Linked DNA regions of Sus scrofa: region 1 is linked to region 2. The links are chromatin contacts, called in public Hi-C maps. All regions are on one chromosome and are shown on one strand. The core of a region is the stretch at or near the end of the contact, and the rest is flanking DNA. Distances in the headings are between cores, read along the strand shown. Region 1 has its middle 7.4 kb from the start of MEX3A. Region 2 has its middle 14 kb from the start of MIR9-1.

Region 1 (5,386 bases), core at 2,397-4,896, 300 kb after region 2:
GTAAACGGACAGTCATACACTATCGTGTGATGAATGGTAAGGGATCCCCAAAAATGACCTGGGCAGATTTCCCAGGAAAGCAACATGAAATTTGAGTCCTGCAAGATGAACCAGCATGAGCCAGGTAAAGAGTGAGGGAAGAGCAGATGGGACAAGCACAGGCCAAAGCTTGGTGACAGGCAGAACATGATGTGCTCAAAGTCCTGAAAGAGGCCACGTGGCTGTGGCTAGAGTGGAGGCTGAGGGGGGATGGGCAGGAGCAGCGGGACCGCCGGGTAAGGGCCAGAATGTAAAGGACATTCTAAACCGCACTCAGGAGTTTGGTCTTTGATCCAATGACAATGGGGAGCCAATTTAGGGTTTTAAGAAGGAGAGTTTCATGATCAGATTTGTTTTTTTCCTTTTCTTTTTTTTGCTTTTTTTGTCTTTTTAGGGGTGCACCATGTCATATGGAGGTTCCCAGGCTAGGGGTCCAGTCAGAACTGTAGCCACTGGCCTACACCAGAGCCACAGCAACTCGGGACCCGAGCGGCATCTGCAACCTACACAACTCATGGCAACGCCGGATCCTTAACCCACTGAATGAGGCCAGGGATCGAACCTACGTCCTCATGGATGCTAGTCTGGTTCATTAACTGCTGAGCCATGACGGGAACTCCTTTTTTTTCTTTTATGGCCACACCCATGGCATATGGAAGTTCCTGGGCCAGGGAATCAAATCCAAACCACAGCTGCAACTTACACCACAGCTATTGGCAACACCAGATCCTTTAACCCACTCTGCAGGCAGGAGATGGAATCTATGCCTTCACAGTGACCCAAGCCACTGCAGTCAGATTTTCTTTTTTTTCTTGCCTTTTCTAGGGCCGCTCCTACGGCATATGGAGGTTCCCGGGCTAGGGTTCTAATCAGAGCTGTAGCCACCGGCCTACGCCAGAGCCACAGCAACTCGGGATCCGAGCCTGTCTGCAATCTACACCACAGATCATGGCAATGCCGGATCCTTAACCCACTGAGCAAGGCCAGGGATCGAACCCGCCACCTCATGGTTCCTAGTCGGATTTGTTAACCACTGTGCCACGACGGGAACTCCTGCAGTCAGATTCTTAACCCACCATGCCATAGCTGGAACTCCAGATGTGTTTTTTCTCTTAATGATCTCTGGCCACCATGAGGGGAATGGGTTAGAGGGGGCAGGGGAGACCAGTGGAGGAGGGAGCGCAGTTAGAAGCTACAGACAGGTGGGAGAGGATGATGGTGTAGATCGGGAAGGTAGCAGTGGAGGTGGAAAGTTGATGGATTCGGGAAATGTTCTGAGGTGTAGTGAGCAAATAGGCTGATAGACTAGAGGGGAGGAAGTTAGGGAAAAGACAGGAATCAAAGATGGCTCAAGAATTCCCTGTGGCTCAGCAGGTTATATACTTGACTAGCATCCATGAGGATGCAGGTTCGATCCCTGCTCTAACTCAGTGGGTTAAGGATCTGGCATTGCCATGAGCTGTGGTGTAGGTCGCAGATGCAGCTCGGATCTAGAGTTGCTGTGGCTGTAGCTCCAATTCAACCCCTAGCCTGGGAACCTCCATATACTGTGGGTGTGGCCTTAAAAGACAAAAAAAAAAAAAAAAAAAAAGAAGAAGAAGAAGAAGAAGAAAAAGGAGAAGGAGGAGAAGAAGAAGAGGAAGAAGGAGGAGGCTCCAGATTTCTGACCTGAGCAACAGGATGGAGGGTGATGTCATTTACCGGAAGTGGGGATGGGGGGAATGGGTTTGGACTGTTGTGGCAGAGCCAGGACTAAAACCTCAGGACTCCTAGTTCCAAGCCAGCACCTGTTTTCCTTGCAGGAACTGCTTGCAGAAGGCAGGGAGAATGTGGGACAGAGGACAGGGAACATGGGGATAGAGAAGGGCAGAGCAAAGAGAACAAAATAATAGTAACAATAGCTCACACGATACCAGGCACTTGCTTTATATCTGCCCAGTTAAAACCATACAACAATACTGGTCTTTCTCATTTAACCATCTCACACATTTCCACCCCCATATCCTGCTTTGGTTTTTTTGGGGGGGATGGAGGGAGGCTTTTTGGGCCACGTCTGTGACTTACAAAAGTTTCCGGGCCAGGAGTTCCTGCCATGGCTCCGTGGTTAACGAATCTGACTAGGAACCATGAGGTTGTGGGTTCGATCCCTGGCCTTGCTCAGTGGGTTAAGGATCCGGCATTGCCATGATCTGTGGTGTAGGACACAGACGAAGCTCAGATCCCGCATTGCTGTGGCTGTGGTGTAGGCCGGCAGCTACAGCTCCAATTGGACCCCTAGCCTGGGATCCTCCATATGCCACGGAAGCGGCACTAGAAAAGGCAAAAAGACGAAGAAAAAAAAAAAAAAAAGAAGTTTCCAGGCCAGGGATGGAACCTGCGCCACAGCAGTGACCTGAGCCCCACCACAGCAGTAACAATGCCAGATCTTTAACCCACAGAACCACCAGGGAACTCCCTGCTTTTTCTTCACAGCAATTACCAATACCAGAAATTACATAATCTGCTTGTTTACTTCTGCCTCTTCTCCTCCACAGAAGATCCGCTCCACGAGCGTAAGGACTTTGTCTTGTTCAGTGATGTATCTCCAGTGCTTAAAACAGTGCCTGACATAGCCAGTGTTCAATATATATTTACTGGATGAAAACTCTTACCTCCTAATTAAGTAGGTTTTATTATTATTCCCCTTCAGACCCAGGTCGGTTGTATTCAAACGCCTGTTTGGTTAGCCTGTCCCCTGAACAGTGTCTGCCAGGGACTCAGGAGGGCAACTGGACATGAACCAGTCTTAATCAGTTGGAAGGGGCTCAGGATGACCTGGGGGAGCTGGTCAGATCATGGGGATATGCAGGTCACAACCCCTGGGGTTTTTGTCATGAGTCAGGAATAGACTGGTAGCTGAGGGGTTTTGGATGCCCCACCAGAAGAGGGCAAGGTGGAAGCTTGAGATGACACCTGAGGAGGCAGGACTGGGCGTGGAGACTTAGCTGGGCAAAGAGGAAACCTCTGGGCCCTAGTGTCCAAGCCAACACCAGAGCCGCTCCCAGCAGCTGGCCTGCAGCGCCACCTCGTGGCCAGAGTTCAAAGAGGCTCTTCCACCTGTCCTCCGCTTCTCAGGGTGCAGGCAAGCTGGCCACCTGCCCAACCAACAAGGCTCCTGGGCACCTCCGGCATCAATCTCCAGTCTCCCCTCCAGTCCTTTCCCCTTGAATGAACCTCACTCATCCTTCAGGGACTCCAGATCCACCTCATCTAGGATGCCTCTCCTGGTCTGGCTTCTCAAATCACTCTCTCCTTGGTCTCCAGACACTCACTGGGTGTCATTGTTTACCTCTGGGGTCCTAGTCTCGGGAGTCAGACAGATCTGGTTTTGAACACGGAGTGTCCATTTACCACCTGTGTAACCAGAGAGAGTTACTTAACCTCTCTGAGCCATAGGTCCCTGTTAAGCAGAGATGGCAATTCCAGGCCCCTTCCAGAGTTTCGAAGAGGATTAAATGGGATCAAGTCTGTAAATGCCAAGAAGAGAGCCTGGCAATAACGAAACTCAGGAAATAGCAAGTCACTTCCCGCCCTTCTCTCTCTAACTTCCTCTTCCCTTTCCTGAAAAAAAGAAGCATAATGGGACAGAAGGCACAAGAGAGTCACAGGACCTGGGTTCTCTGGGCCTCAATCTTCCTCTCTGTAAAACAAAGCCATTAGATAACTGATTAATCTCTTCCTTTATTTATTTATTTATTTGTCTTTTTCTAGGGCTGCATTCATGGCATATGGAGGTTCCCAGGCTAGGGGGTCTAATCAGAGCTATAGCTGCCAGCCTACACCACAACCACAGCAACACCCGATCTGAGCCGCGTCTGTGACCTACACCACAGCTCACAGCAACACCAGATCCTTACCCTACTGAGCAAGGCCAGGGATTGAACTCGCAACCTCATGGATCCTAGTCAGATTCGTTAACCACTGAGCCATGGCAGGAACTCCTAATCTGTTCCTTTATTCATTCAATTTCTAGTCCACCTATGCTATTCTTTCTTTTTTGTTTGTTTGTTTGTTTTTTTTTGTTTGTTTTTTTAGGGCTGTACCCATGGCATATAGAGGTTCCCAGGCTAGGGGCTGAATCAAAGCTACAGATGCCAGCCTACACCACAGACACAGAAATACCAGATCTAAGATGTGTCTGCAACCCGCACTGCAGCCTGCAGCAATGCTGGATCCTTAACCCACTGAGCAAAGCCAGGGATCAAATCCACACCCTCATGGATACCGGTCGGATTCTTAACCTGCTGAGCTACAAGGGGAACTCCACCACCTACCACCTATGATAGTCTGTACAATGAGTATGTCTTTTATATCCATGAATTCACCTGTGCCAGAGACTGTGTCTTATGCTTCCATATTCACAGTTAGCATCTAGCACTGTGCCTGACACAGAGAGGGCGCTGGAAAAATCCCTCCCTCACAACCTCCAAGGGCATGTTTCTGGCCTCGGCCTCCCCCTCCCTGCCCCAAGAGAACACCCAGCTCTGCCTGGTACCAGGTGCCCCCCCACCCCTTGCCTCAGCCCGAAACCAGAGCTGGCGCCACTGGGTGAGGAATCTGGGGACCAACTGTCATAGCTCCGGTATCACCCGCCTCCTGGATGCCTGATCCAGCCCCAAATCCCAGAGGGGCCCTGTCAGCCAGCTGTCCTGGGGGACCCCGGTCTGTCCCAGCCCCTCTGAGCGGCTCTCCCTGGAGAAATCAGAGAGTACAGGGGACCTGGTAGGGGGAGTGCTGGAGTGGCCCCAGGGGAGGAGCAGAGAAGTGTTTGTCTGTCCAGGTCTAAACCTCAGGCTGGGCTTCCAAGCCCTTGGAGATGGAGTCTACAAGAACGGAAGGATCCAGAGTGATCTCCTCTCTCCTCCAATCTCTGTAGCCCTCCGAGTCCCAAAGACTCTGCCTTGTCCTCACTTTTTTTTTTTTTTGTCTTTTTGCTATTTCTTTGGGCCGCTTCCATGGCATATGGAGGTTCCCAGGCTAAGGGTCTAATCGGAGCTGTAGCCACCGGCCTATGCCAGAGCCACAGCAACGCAGGATCCGAGCCGCGTCTGCAACCTACACCACAGCTCACGGCAACGCCAGATCGTTAACCCACTGAGCAAGAGCAGGGACCGAACCCGCAACCTCATGGTTCCTAGTCGGATTCGTTAACCACTGCGCCATGACAGGAACTCCTGTCCTCACATTTAATCCTGTTTGGCTATGTTCTCTGTGTCACGGAGGCTAGTTTCTGTGTCTTGCTGAGGCTGGTGATCAGGTCTGATCTTTCTTCTGCGTGTCCTGCAGAGTTTTACCCAGTACATTCTCA
Region 2 (5,877 bases), core at 880-3,379:
ACATAACAACCCTGGACTGGAAGAAAGTTACTATGTCTTGAGTGTCTATGAGGCGCCAAACTGGTACACACTGGGTGCATTAATTCACTGAGTTCATAGCCCTGAAAAGTAGGTTTCCTCTCCTCCATTTTACCTGTTCCGAAGGGAGGCTCAGAGAGTTTAGGTAACTGGCTGAGTCACTCAACCAGCTCCAGTCACTCAACCAGCTCCAGCTCCAGTGGTGGAGCTGCCATTGCAGACTGTGTTCTTCCCAACACCTTGCACCCTCTGTCTGACCTTTATGTCACCCTCTGCCCAGAGCACCCTGTCTGGCTATTCGCCCTCCTGGGAAGTCCTCTTGCTCCTTGTTCTCTTGGGTTTCTTCCACAGAAGTAGCCCACTCCTCATCTCCCACCCCCACAGCTGGTGGCTTTCTCTCAGGCTGGCCCATACCTTGCTAAAATTTAATTCACAATATGTTTACTGATGACGTCCAAAATATTCTGGGATGTTGAGTGCCCCGCCAAATTCAGGTTGGTCTCATTGCCTCTTGGCTCTGATAATCTATCCACTGGAAGGACTGTGACTCCCAGCCCCAGACTCTCCTTTTATAAAGGAGGAAATGACTTGGCCAAGCCCATATAGTTGGCCCTAGCAGCCCATTCCTCACACCGAGGATATGGGGTGGGGGGTGGAGGGAACCAGGGTAGGTATTTATTCAGGTGTTCTGGGAGTGAAATGGCCACTGAGTCCAGGATACTGAAATCAGCTGGGGCTTATGGGTCAGCTCTGAACTCAGCCAGCTTTTTGGTGGTTGGGATCTCGGAATCGGCTCTGCACCTTGATCGAAGGACTTCAGCTTGCTGGGTCTGTCTCTTAGGCACCTTCTCCCTGCCCTAAGATGTTAGAGCTTCCCTAGTGCCTCACAGTCTCTATGTCTCCTTTCTTTGCTTCTGAGAGCCACAGACAGTTCTGCAGGGTTTACATGTTTCTAACTCTCTAGAGCCTATTGCAGGCTACTGAGTTGTGGCCTTTCCATCTGCTACTGGAAACCCATGGTCTAAATGCAGAATTTGGCAGCTTTGGCAAAAGTGCTTGAGGGAAAGAGGTGTCAGGGCCTCTGGCCAAACTCCTTGAGCTGCCTGCTGCCCTTCCACCACCTTTTCTCTCTCTCTTTTCCATTATGTATCTCTCTGTTTCCTTCTCTCCAGCATCTCTTCCTCTCTTATCCACCCCTATCTTGGCCTCCTCTTTTCTTCTCTGTCTCTCACATCGTCCTTCTCCTCCACTTGCCAGGCTCCCCTTACCCTTACATCCTAGCTTCTCCCGGTTATTAATTACTCAGCCCCCAGTCCCCGCACCACAGTCAGGACTTCCCGCCTGGGGCTGGAGCCCTGAGCCGCTGCAGGGAGCGGCGCGGCCGCAGATCCCCAGTCCCCCACTCTCACCCAGCTAGGGTTTTCCCGACGACGCTCTGCTGAGCACCGCGAGGGTCTACAAGGGCCTTCGGCCAAGAATACGAACCTTAGGGACAACTGACCCTGCCAGGCGGGGGATCTGAGGATCATTTTTTGTTTTATTTTCCCCGGCGATGGGTTCAGCAGCAGAGGTGAGGGGCAGCGGAGGTATGGGGTCCTCAGTGCCGCCGCTGTTGGACTTGGGGAGTGGGGACTAACAGACCCTCCAGCGGAGTTTTTCGCCCGACCCGGGTCCCAGGAGCTGGCGGGGAGCAGAGGAGGCCCCGCGGGCTGGGCTTCGGCCCGGCCGCAGCTGCCGGGATCCCCGAAGCTCTCAAACGCCGCGTCGCCCCGTCTAGGCCCCCTTTCGCCTCGGGCGCCTTGGAGCCTTTTCTTTTCCATTTTGTTTCCTTGCCTTTTCCGTAATTTAGTTTAACATTTTAAATGCCTTTGGTGTGTTTCCTTTTTATTTCATTTAGTGTTATTTTATCGCTTTTGTTTTAACGTTTTATTTCTTTTCAAGTGGGTTTTGTTTTTCCTTTTTCTCTGTTTCCGATTCTCTATTTTCTTCTGCTCACTTCTCGCCTCCCTCGGCTCTTCTCGTGCTTTCATTTCCTCTCCTGGGCGCCCGCGGCAGTGCGACCCCAGCGTCCGGCGGCTTCCGTGGTCGTCCCGCCTTGGGGAGGAAGCGAGGGTGCTCCCACGCCTTGCCCTTCCCACCCGGAGCCCCCTTGGCGCCGTCCGGCGAGCCCGAGCCCCGCATCGCTGCGGAGCCTGGACTTTGTCGGAAGCGGGAGCCGAAGCCGCTGCTGCCCGCGAAAGCGGCGGTAAGAGGCAGGGGCGCCGGCGGGGGCTGCACGGGCGTGCTCCGGCCTGGCTTTGACCGGGCCCAGGGACAGAGGCACAGACCCGCAGTTCACGCGTAGAGGCCACAGATCCACACACACTGGGATTCGGGGGCCCGCAGACCAACGTCCACGAACTACACAGACACGGAGCCTCACAGCCGACTCAAGGGCGCGCGCGTTCACAGCACTCACCTACAAACACAGCGAGATCAACAAATGTCACACTTACAGCCCCAAACCACACACACACACACACACACACACACACACACACACACACACAAAGCGCGGAGATGCGGGAAGACACACATACTGCAGCTCCGAGGGATTTCAATGCTAACTCAAAGCAATGGTGACCCTGGGGAGAGCATAGGCTGTGGGAAAGGAACCTGCCTGGTCTCATCAGCAGGCACAGCAGTAGCCGTGTCCACAGCCACCCAGTGTTCAGTGCCTCTGCCTAGATTCAGGTTGTGGGGCTCCAGAGGTGAGGAATATTGCCTGCTTGTTTAGCTGAGAGATCCAGCCCCAACCCAAGAGCCTGAGCCCCAGAAATGAGCATCAGACCTAAAGAACCCTCTGTGAAGCAGACAGAAGCGGGCACTGCACCAAGAAAATGGCACCATGTTAGAGTATAAAGCAGGCATGGGATATGTGTGCCAGTATGTATTCTGTGCCACATGTATCACACACAGTGCCAGTGTTTGGCCAGGTGCCCACATGGAGACCATTATTTTTGTGAAAATGAGCAGAGGAGATGTATATGGTTCTAAGAATAAAAGTAACATATGTATACAAATATAGGTACCAATACACACTTAAGGAGATGTCAAGTAGAAAATCTCACCAGCTCATAGGTTTTGTTATCAAGCTGGCGTGCTAGCCTGAGCCTCTGTGGCAAGGTCTGTCTCCTTTCCAGGGCAGCCGCGATTGTTTGGTGCCATGGGAACTCTATGGGGAAAGACTGGTTTGTGGGAGAAACAGGCGTATCTGATATATTATCAAGCCATAAAAAGGGGAGTTTTGGCAGCTTTAGCAGGGGGGTGGGGGGAAATTTTGGGGTAAAAGACTATCTGAATTGCACCGCAGAAGTCCTAGTTTTGGAAGATGCCCTGGGCCATAGCAGCACCAGTGGTGGCCAGACATGCTGGATGATAGTGGAGCCTGACTGCAGGCAGGTGTCGGTACATATAGACGGTGCCAGGTAAAAACATAAACGTGTTCATGCCATACGCAAACCCACTCCATGCACAGACAGCTCCTGACAACCCCACAGGGCAATGTGTGGTTTACAGATGTCCAATTGGATTGCTAGGGAGATTAATTTTGTAGGAGAGAAGATAAGATATTTATGTGCACACACAGAGCTCCATAGGTTTGGAGTTCAGTGACATTACAGGAAATCCACAGCAGCAGGAAAGTGCCTAGCTCAAAATAGAAACACCAAGAGGGCGAATCCCCATCGAGGAATGCCAGGCTGCATGGAGATGGGTGTCTAAGGGGCGGCCCAGGGAGGGTTCGATCCATTGTCCGATAGACTCCAGATGCACGCAGAGGGATGTGCTTGATGAAGCTGCACATCTGCGCACCATTTCTGAGCTGAGCCTAGGGAAGAAACAGGCAGAACTGAGGGCCCCATCCCAGGTCTCTAACGTGAGCTAGTGAATGGAAAGCATGGTCTTTGGGGCTGGCTGGCTCTCAGTGCCTGGGGCTGCCCTGTCTTTGGCTGGGTTTCTGGTGCCTCTTAGAGCCTTTCATTTTCACTCTCGAAGGTCTCTGTCTCTGGGTCATCTCTGCCTCTCTCTCAGTTTCCCCCTCTGCTCCGTTTGTCTTTCTCTCACTGCCTCTTCAGCTCTTTTACTATCCTGTGTTATAAGGCCACAGAGAAACACAGCCAGATCCAAGAGCAGGTATAAATACACATACATAGCATATTGTAATGCAGAGGTCATTGGTGATAAAGCCTACTCATTCTGCTGGTTTATATATACTTATGTGACAACACATTTTCATTTTTGTGTAAAAATCTAAGTGCAGCTTTGAAATTTTATTTCCTTTCAGTCTTTTGGCTGCTGTCTCTGTGTGTCTGTCTCTGTTTCTCAAGGATCCTTCCTCTTCATCCTCCTGCCACTCAGGAGCAGGCATTTTGGGCCTCGGACACTGCCACAATTTTGGTAATCCCCTCTCTCCCATATTACCTTCTTTGAAGTTTACCTCAAAAGGGCAAAGGTTTTTTTTGTTTTTGTTTTTGTTTTTGTTTTTGTTTGAAACAGAGACAGCCATACTGCCATATTGCTGGTGGTACCTGGAGAGAGACATTTGAAACAGAATGGAGATACAAGAATATCAAGGCACGTGAAAAGGGCTTTGGAGCCAAACAGAGATACTCCATTAATTCACCTGGGGATTGGAGGCTTCTGAGTGTGAGGGAGGGAAGAATATATAATATGAGGCTCCGAAATCCCATGTAATATGACGCCCATGGCTGCCATGTGCCAGCCGAATCCCACGCAGCCAGGTAAAGCAAGAGGTACCCAACTCAGTAGGGCAAGTCCTGGGAACAATATGACGGAAAAGCAATGAAAACTATCAAGGTCCCACTTCCCAACTGTGGATATGGTATAAATAATGTCTGAGTAAAAGAAGGATAGAATATAAAAAGGGAGGAAGTGGTGTGACTGACTCCCAAGAGACCCAAGCATGAGATCTAGCTGGAGAGGCGACCGAATGGGATGCACAACCCTGGTGGGAGAAAGAAAGCTGGAGAGTGGGACTTCCTACCTGAATTTGTGCTTATCATGTAATGGTTGGAATACATGCTGCACCAAAAGCCTCTGCTTGGGTCCCTTGACCATTTACTAGGTGGTAGAAAGAGGGCAAAGGACTTGGTAGTATGGGTTGGGCTCTGGAGCCAGCAGAGGACAGGGAAGGTCTGGGCCCTGGGGCTGCCCCAAGCCCAAGCCTAAGTGAACCTGGAAAGCCCATCCCTCCCGCCTCCAGATCCTTGTTTGCTCTCCAGATCTGGATTCTTCGTGTCTGTGTCTCTTTCTGTATGAGTTTACGACTTGGTTTCTGGCTTCTCCACTCCTTTGAACTGTGGATCTGGCTCTCTCCGTCTCTGTCATTGCTTCTCAGCTCTTTTAGCTTCATCTGTCTCTGTTCTCAGGTCTCTGTCTCTCCATACCCCCTCCCTTTGTTAATTCAAAAGGTTCTCACTGAGCCCCTCTCTAGGCTTCCCAGAATAACATTGAGTAAAATGAGATAAAACCCGCCTATAGTTTTTTTTCTTGTCCTGCTCCCCTCAGCCCCCTCCTCCAGGGCTACAACCCCCTCTTATAATGTCAGATAATTGCTGGTGTGCAGCTCTGAGAAGCCAGAGCTGATACCAGGGAAGGAAGCGCGGAGGGGGGGGAGGAATAAATAATAATCTGCTTCCATTCAGTGTATATAGGTTACCTTATTTGCATATATGCTAATATTGCTATAATTACCCTGCTGTTCTGGCCTATGATCATGTTCTATAAATACATAGGATAGCAGAGTTAGGCCTAGCAACACTGCCCTGAAAATTATGGAGTATACATATGTATCTGTGT

What was found. A called contact is a pair of places that touch in the nucleus more often than the background predicts.
Region 1: a contact with region 2 is called in a Hi-C map of retroperitoneal adipose tissue, with 2.9 times the contacts expected there. A contact is called at or near these places in 20 of 47 Hi-C or Micro-C datasets (alveolar macrophages, embryonic fibroblasts, fetal heart ventricle and 12 more) and 1 of 2 datasets of targeted methods (alveolar macrophages).

Annotation. Positions count from the first base shown.
Region 1 is chr4:93,939,780-93,945,165 of Sscrofa11.1, forward strand. No RefSeq gene overlaps it. Among named protein-coding and RNA genes, the nearest start is that of MEX3A, 7.4 kb to the right of the region's middle.
Region 2 is chr4:93,643,357-93,649,233 of Sscrofa11.1, forward strand. No RefSeq gene overlaps it. Among named protein-coding and RNA genes, the nearest start is that of MIR9-1, 14 kb to the right of the region's middle.